Linked DNA regions of Oryzias latipes: region 1 is linked to region 2. A link is a contact called in public Hi-C data. All regions are on one chromosome and are shown on one strand. Each heading gives the region's core, a stretch centred on a gene start, on an enhancer-like site or on the middle of the called end of the contact. The rest is flanking DNA. Distances are from core to core; before and after follow the strand shown.

The links. A called contact is a pair of places that touch in the nucleus more often than the background predicts.
Region 1: a Hi-C map of embryo shows a contact between it and region 2, with 4 times the contacts expected there. The contact joins the enhancer-like site here to the promoter of e2f8 in region 2. A contact is called at or near these places in 2 of 5 Hi-C or Micro-C datasets (both in embryo).

The regions. Positions count from the first base shown.
Region 1 is chr3:6,348,955-6,352,132 of ASM223467v1, reverse strand. All of the region lies in intron 7 of nav2 (neuron navigator 2), which reads right to left. Among protein-coding and RNA genes, the nearest start is that of nav2, 56 kb to the right of the region's middle. Within about 2 kb of position 1,557, at least 1 of the 8 cell types and tissues checked has an H3K27ac peak or open chromatin away from gene starts, as enhancers often do. A contact at or near this core is called in embryo, where this site is marked.
Region 2 is chr3:6,174,603-6,177,888 of ASM223467v1, reverse strand. It overlaps e2f8 (transcription factor E2F8), which reads left to right and starts at 1,761. Exons shown (of 13, transcript XM_011487365.1): 1 at 1,761-2,031; 2 at 3,038-3,238. The coding sequence starts at 3,068. It overlaps LOC110017121 (a long non-coding RNA gene), which reads right to left and starts at 2,509. Exons shown (of 4, transcript XR_002292430.2): 1 at 2,453-2,509.

The DNA of each region.
Region 1 (3,178 bases), core at 308-2,807, 170 kb before region 2:
CATGCTTTACTTGTGCCTCCAACCAAATGAAGTCAATTCAGTCGCAATTGTTCCCCGATACAGACTCTGCCATGTTGGGGCCAGAAATTGACAATAAGCAATGATTGGTCCAAAGTTGGTCATCATTTCTGTAGCAACCACTCTAGCCTATCAGGAGTGAGCTTGTTGGAAGGATACACCCCTACCACTTGAAAGCAAGCGAGAGAAAATCTGCCAATCAACCTTTTGAACGTTGGATGTGAGACCACCTACTTTTTTGAGGCATCTGATTGCTCAGATTATAACTTGCACTAAAAAAATATTATGACAAAAAAAGGATTATCAAAAACATGTAAAAAAAAAGTATCAGATCAAGAATGGTTTATTCTGACCAAATTCTGATAGAATTTCCCAAGCTGGGATCAATAAAGTATCTTAATCTTGATCTTATCTTATCTTCATTTTTCTATAGAGGTCTATAGGATTTTGGCTTCTTTGAACCAGTGTGTACTTTCTGTTTGGTATGCCAGGGGAGAGGAGTCACTCAGTCCAGTCCTCATATACAGTCAATGGTAAACCCCCAGCACAGATTTGTTACGTCACACAAAAAGTGACAACTGAAGTAAAAAAGGAAATGAAAGAAGGACAATGTCTGAAACATCCAGCTCCTCCATCCCAAATGGTCAGCTTCATTAGGAAAACGCATCCCGTATTTTGAAGCTGCAGGTGTTTGCTAACTCATCAGGTTCCAATTTCCAAAGCTCTCCCTCTCGCTTTTCAGTCATTGTGTTCCACAAAGTGAGGGGGACAGCCGGCTTTTGTGTGGAGCCTGAAACTTTTTAAAGATTCTCCACATGAATACACTCAAACAGTGATGCCACAGCTAATCTGAAGGCTATTCATGTACCAGGAGCGTCAGCCAAACACTCACACATCCTCATGCACAGACTCACACGCACTGGTGCCACCAGCGCTCCCTCTGCTCTATGTCATCTGATGAACACCCAAAGTCTGTCAGCTTGTATTAACAAAAAGATGAAGAGACGACCCGGGTGCTTTTATACTTTTACTGCAGCCTCCTGCTGTAACTGGACTTCAGTCTGGTGTCACGACCCGCGTCAGACTCACAGTTAGGCTGCAGGTGTCCATTACCATCCTGCAGCAACACCTTAAACCTACAGTTGTAGCATTTAAGATTTGATTTATAAATTTAAAAAATGGGTAGTGTCAGACATTTACTGACAGATCAGTAAGACAAATTTTCACAGTAAAGTTATTGATTTTGTTATTATCGATACACACTCCAATTTTTAGATTTTAGGCAAAGTCTGCAAGGTAATCTAAAAAAACAAAACTATATTTACCAAAAAAAACACATTTTCCATCAGTTCTATTAACAACTTGTAGCAAAAACTTCAGGTGAAAAGCTGACAAACCTTGTGCATGCTGCAGATATCCATGAGGATCAGAGAAAGAGGTGAAGGTAAACACAAGATGAGAGGAGAATCTCAAACTGAGGCCAGGCACTAAAAGAGTGCAGAAATGGGGGGGAGTGGAGCTGATCAGTGTTAGGGTTGGAGGAGGAGCTTCCAAATAAAAGGAACTGAGAGCAGAGGGGTTCAGGATCAGGTTTTTCCCTCAGGTTGGTGACTAAACTGGTCAAAGGTGGCATTGCTGGTCCTCCACAATTACTCACATATACCAGAACTTTGACATTTATTTTCACAGTGATTACACTGTTTTCTACTGTACTCAAGCTACAACCCAAACCTTACCGGCCTACACCAGGGGTCTGCAACCTTTAACACTCAAAGAGCCATTTGGGTTGATAAGCCAGGGGGAGCTGCAAAGTCTCATTACAACGTTGCTTTGTATTGATGATTTTGTTACTGTTATGATCAATATAAATGATTGTTTTTGGCATGAGTAAAACAAGAGAAATTAGCATTTTTATTCCAAATGAAATAGTTTATAACTTTTGACAGAACTTCCTTTCAAGATAAAATACACCCTGTGCCCCATTGGATCATCTCGCTGCAGCAAAGTTGTAGGTAGTGTAATGACATTTGTGATTTTAAAAAAAACACAACACATTTTTTTAACCTTTTGCTGGTGCATCACAGCTATATGTTTGTAAAACATAGCAAACAAAAAGTAAACCAGTGCTAACTAATTGACCCTACCTATAATAAACTTAAAATCCTTTGTTTTTTTTCAAAAATCGACATTGCGCCTTGGAATTAATTTTCTGTGGCACATGGTGTTTAAAAAAGCGTTCCAAATGTTTTAGAACAACAGAGCCACAGTGCTTGATTGATTGTTGGTACTGTAGTCAAAAGCCTTGCAGAGTGATATGTATTATGCTTCAATGGGTTGAAAAAAGTTGGATTTGTCTGACTGTTTTCTTTTGCCTAATGTGGCATTTAGTCCAAAAATATGTTAATTTAAAGTATCATTTTATTTTTCTTTAACCAAAGAGCCACATGTGGCTCCAGAGCCACCGGTTGCAGACCCCTGGCCTACTGAATGGCAACACGGTCAAGGATAATAAATAAAGACTACTGGAAAATGATTTAACTTACTCACAATGCTGGTCTCAGATTCTGTAGTTTTTGCTGAACAAGCACTCTCAAGAGCAAGAGCCTTTGTGTTGGTTTGCCCCTAGACTTGTTCCTCTCATACTGTACAGACATTACACATTCAACTTTACCATGAAACTGCTGCAAAAACTTCACATTTACAATTCAGCCCCTATCTATCATTGTCCATTTCGAAAAGATCTACACATTCATTCAAACATTCACAGCATTATCTTGTCTGGTCTCTCACCACGAATAAACTACATATCTGGGCGGCCGTGGAGCAGCGGTAGGGCGGTCGTAAGATTGCAGGTTCCATTCTCGCCGTGCACCCCCCCTGAGTCGAAGTGTCCTTAGGCAAGACACTGAACCCCACCTTGCCTCTGGTGGGAGGTTGGCACCAGCTTTCGGCAGCGGAGCAGCCACCAGTGTGTGAATGTGTGTGTGAATGTGTGTGTGACTGGGTGAATGGGTCTGTGACTGTAAAGCATTTTAAGCCTTGAAGGTAGACAAGCGCTATATAAGTATACGCCATTTACCATTTATTTATACCAGAACTAGACTCTAAAACGGTACTGTAGATCAAATTAATTATGCTAGATGCAAAATAACTGTTTATT
Region 2 (3,286 bases), core at 512-3,011:
GAAGCCTCAGAGACTCCCCTCTTATGTCTCTGTCAGGCTTGTCAGAGTTGCATGTTGTGACAAGTTGATGTAAAATCCACTTATTTCAAAATGGCGGCTTTTGTGTTAGTTTTATCTCCATAGCAACAATTTTATGTTTTGGTCGCCTGGGTATTTTGAACAGATTGAGTTTCACAAGAGTCTGCAAAAGTAAACTTTTGTATTTCCTTTTCAACAGATGTTATTTCTAACAACACCCACATTCCTAATGAAGTCATATCCTATAGTATATCATTTTCTCTCTGGCCAAGAGTTTATGCATTGAATTTTCATGACATTCTAATAAAAAAATGTGTGAGTGTCAGCAGAAGCTGTTGAAAATCTAAAACTTCTAACAGCAACCTCCCCCCCCCCCAACTGCTTCTCAATGACGCCCGAGGATGCTGGGACAGTCTCCGGCAAGCCAGCGACCCCACCGGGTTAGGCAAATGGATGCTAACTGGCTACCTATGCAGAGTTGTTGGTCACATGGCTCATTTCATTAGAAAACAAAATGTTTCCATTGCAGTTTTAAGTGTGAAGTATGTCAGTTCCGCGACACCTCAAAAAGCTCCTCTTCCAAGCGGAAAAACTTTTTTTGGAGAAATTTGATAAACCCAACTGGGTTGTGGCTGTGAGAAATTGACCTGAACGGCTCTCTAAGTGTTAAATTTTACAGACCCCTGGCCGAAAAATACTTTATTTTAATAAAGATGTGAGTAGAAGGCAGTATTTTGAGCATGTGTGGTATACTTGCTTGTTTAGGTAAGGTTTTGAATTGTAGTTCAAATTAATTTTTTCTGTTTCTTTTTTTCCTCAGTTCCTGGAACTACTATGTATATGTATATGAGAAAACTTCCAATAAATCCATAAACATCAAAACTGACTAAAAATTATGTTCTTATCTGACTGATAGTGACAATTTCCTCTTTATGTCTTTAAACTTAGCAAAAATCTATCAGCAACGACATTGTTATAAAATGTACATGTCTGTCAACCCAAGGTAACTATAAAAATTATAATTATGATTGTATTTGAGGGGGAACACACACACAGTACAGAGCCTAAAGTCCTAACAATAAATGATCTACAACACCTAACAGGTCTTTTTACAGTTTATAAATCCCCCCACCACCCAAAAAACAACTTTTTTTTGTTTGTTTGATGTTAACGTGTCCTGTTCAAACAGTTCTGTCGTGAGAAACAGATTACACATCTTATCAATAGTGTAGCACACAATAAATGTCAGAATTTACCCTTTGGAAATGATAATGTATTTTGAGTTAGACTGAAGAAGACGACATGTTTATTTTTAATTTAAATAGATTTAATGCTAAAGGCTCCGTTTTTAACCACAAAAATTAAATCTCCAGTTTAGATTGGGGGATCCCATCTTGGTCCAGTTCAGATACAGTAGAGATATTTGGCAAAGGTTAGCTGTAAGGCCATGAAGGCACATGGGTAAAGTGATTCCTATTTGCAGTTTATGGAAAATCAAAGCAAGTTTTATCTACAGGCGGTGATTGTTTCTTTAAGATGAGTGGTTTATTTATTTTTATTTATTTATTTAAACGTTTAAATTTAAAAGGAGGGTTTGCCCTTTTAAAATGAAACATCTCATTTAAGAGACGCTTTTGTGGAAACTTTAGCTAGCTTGTTTTCTACAAGCACTTGAAGGAACTACTGAGAAACTTTGTTTACGCCCCACCCCTTTGAGTGACGTGTGTGCGCATGTTCAGATTAGGCGGGTCGAATCGAATGTGAGTGGTCAGTCCTACTGCCGGGTAAAGTTTTTCAAAACTCCAGCCAAGTTGATCAGCGGGCCGCCCTTTGATAGCAAAGAGGAGTACAGAAAGCTTACTAGGACTTACTTACAAACACGTATCTGCTCTGTTCGGAGACAATCAGTTCTTGAGAACATTTACTTTAACCACATAACGTCCACCAGTGGATGCGCAGGATTTCCAGCGGGAATGGGAAGCCTTTGAGAAAGAGACGTCGTGGGCTTCTTGAGTAAGTTGGATTACGTTTGTCCTGTAAACGTTTAGAGCTTGTTCTTACATCTAGCATGAACTGTAGGAATTTGGGGTGGCAGCGTGTTAATAATACCGCCACCTAGTTAGGCGGATCGCGCCACCAGTTGTAGCTTAGTGTTTTTTTTCTAAAGTTATTATTTCTTCGGGGTACAGCGGTTGTAGTGTAGTGGGACCGGACTGACCGGTTCTCTGTTTCGTTAAGATATTCGGTGAGCGCCCTTCGTGACCAAATCTAAAGTTTGAAGTAGTAGTAAGTTTGAAGCCTGTGTCGTTTAAAATCCCGCCGTATTTGGTTATTGGTGGAATTACTGCTTCATCAAATGCGTCAAAACACGAGGGAAATCGCTGTTTTTTCACCACAAGGTTGTTCCGCGCCAAGGATTTCAAAAACAGTTTACCTGCGCGGGACACCCTCCACTTCCTCTGCGCCGGCTCGTGCCGCTCTTTCATTGGCTGCTTGGCACAAAAAGGGCGGGACTCTCTCGTCCGTTAGCCCCGCTGATTCGACGGAGCTTGCGTCACTTACCGCCAATATTAAACTGGTATTTGGATATGTTTTTATAAAGGTTTTCTGTTACTATTGTAACACAACGAGTAGTGTTAAATTGATATTATTATTTGAATTTTACTTTAATAAAATAGACTGTTTCAAGTGCCAATTTTAAGTGTTACATGGAGGCTACTCTGGTGTAACCTTGTGAGTGAAGTATTAGATTTAAGTTAATCTATTTTACAATAATATAAAGTTGTTTTAAAATCAATACAAGCAGATGAAGAAAATCCAGTTGTACCTCACATTTTTGTCTTTGTGTGTCTGTACGCTTTTTTCAATAGTAACAAGGTCGTTTCCTGTTTGTGGGATGAATAATTTTTTTTTTATTATTCTGATGGGCTTAAATTGAAAACATTGTTAATAGCAATGTCTGCAGATTTCTTTTTGTATTTTTCACTACACTAATAGAAATGATGTGACTCTTGTGCAGTCTTCTTAAGGACCTGACAGCTGGAGAACAATGGGTCCCCTTTCCACACCTAAGAAGGGGATAGAAGCAGGTTCTGTTGATCCCTGGACTCCAACTTCCAACCTGAAAATACTCATCAGTGCTGCAAGTCCAGAGATCAGGAACAGAGAGAAAGAGCTGTGTTTGGACCCTGAGGATCGCGACGCTCTTGACCCGACGCTGGTATGCAGTTTTGCTTTGACCCCTTACAGTTACAATGTTCACGGTGAA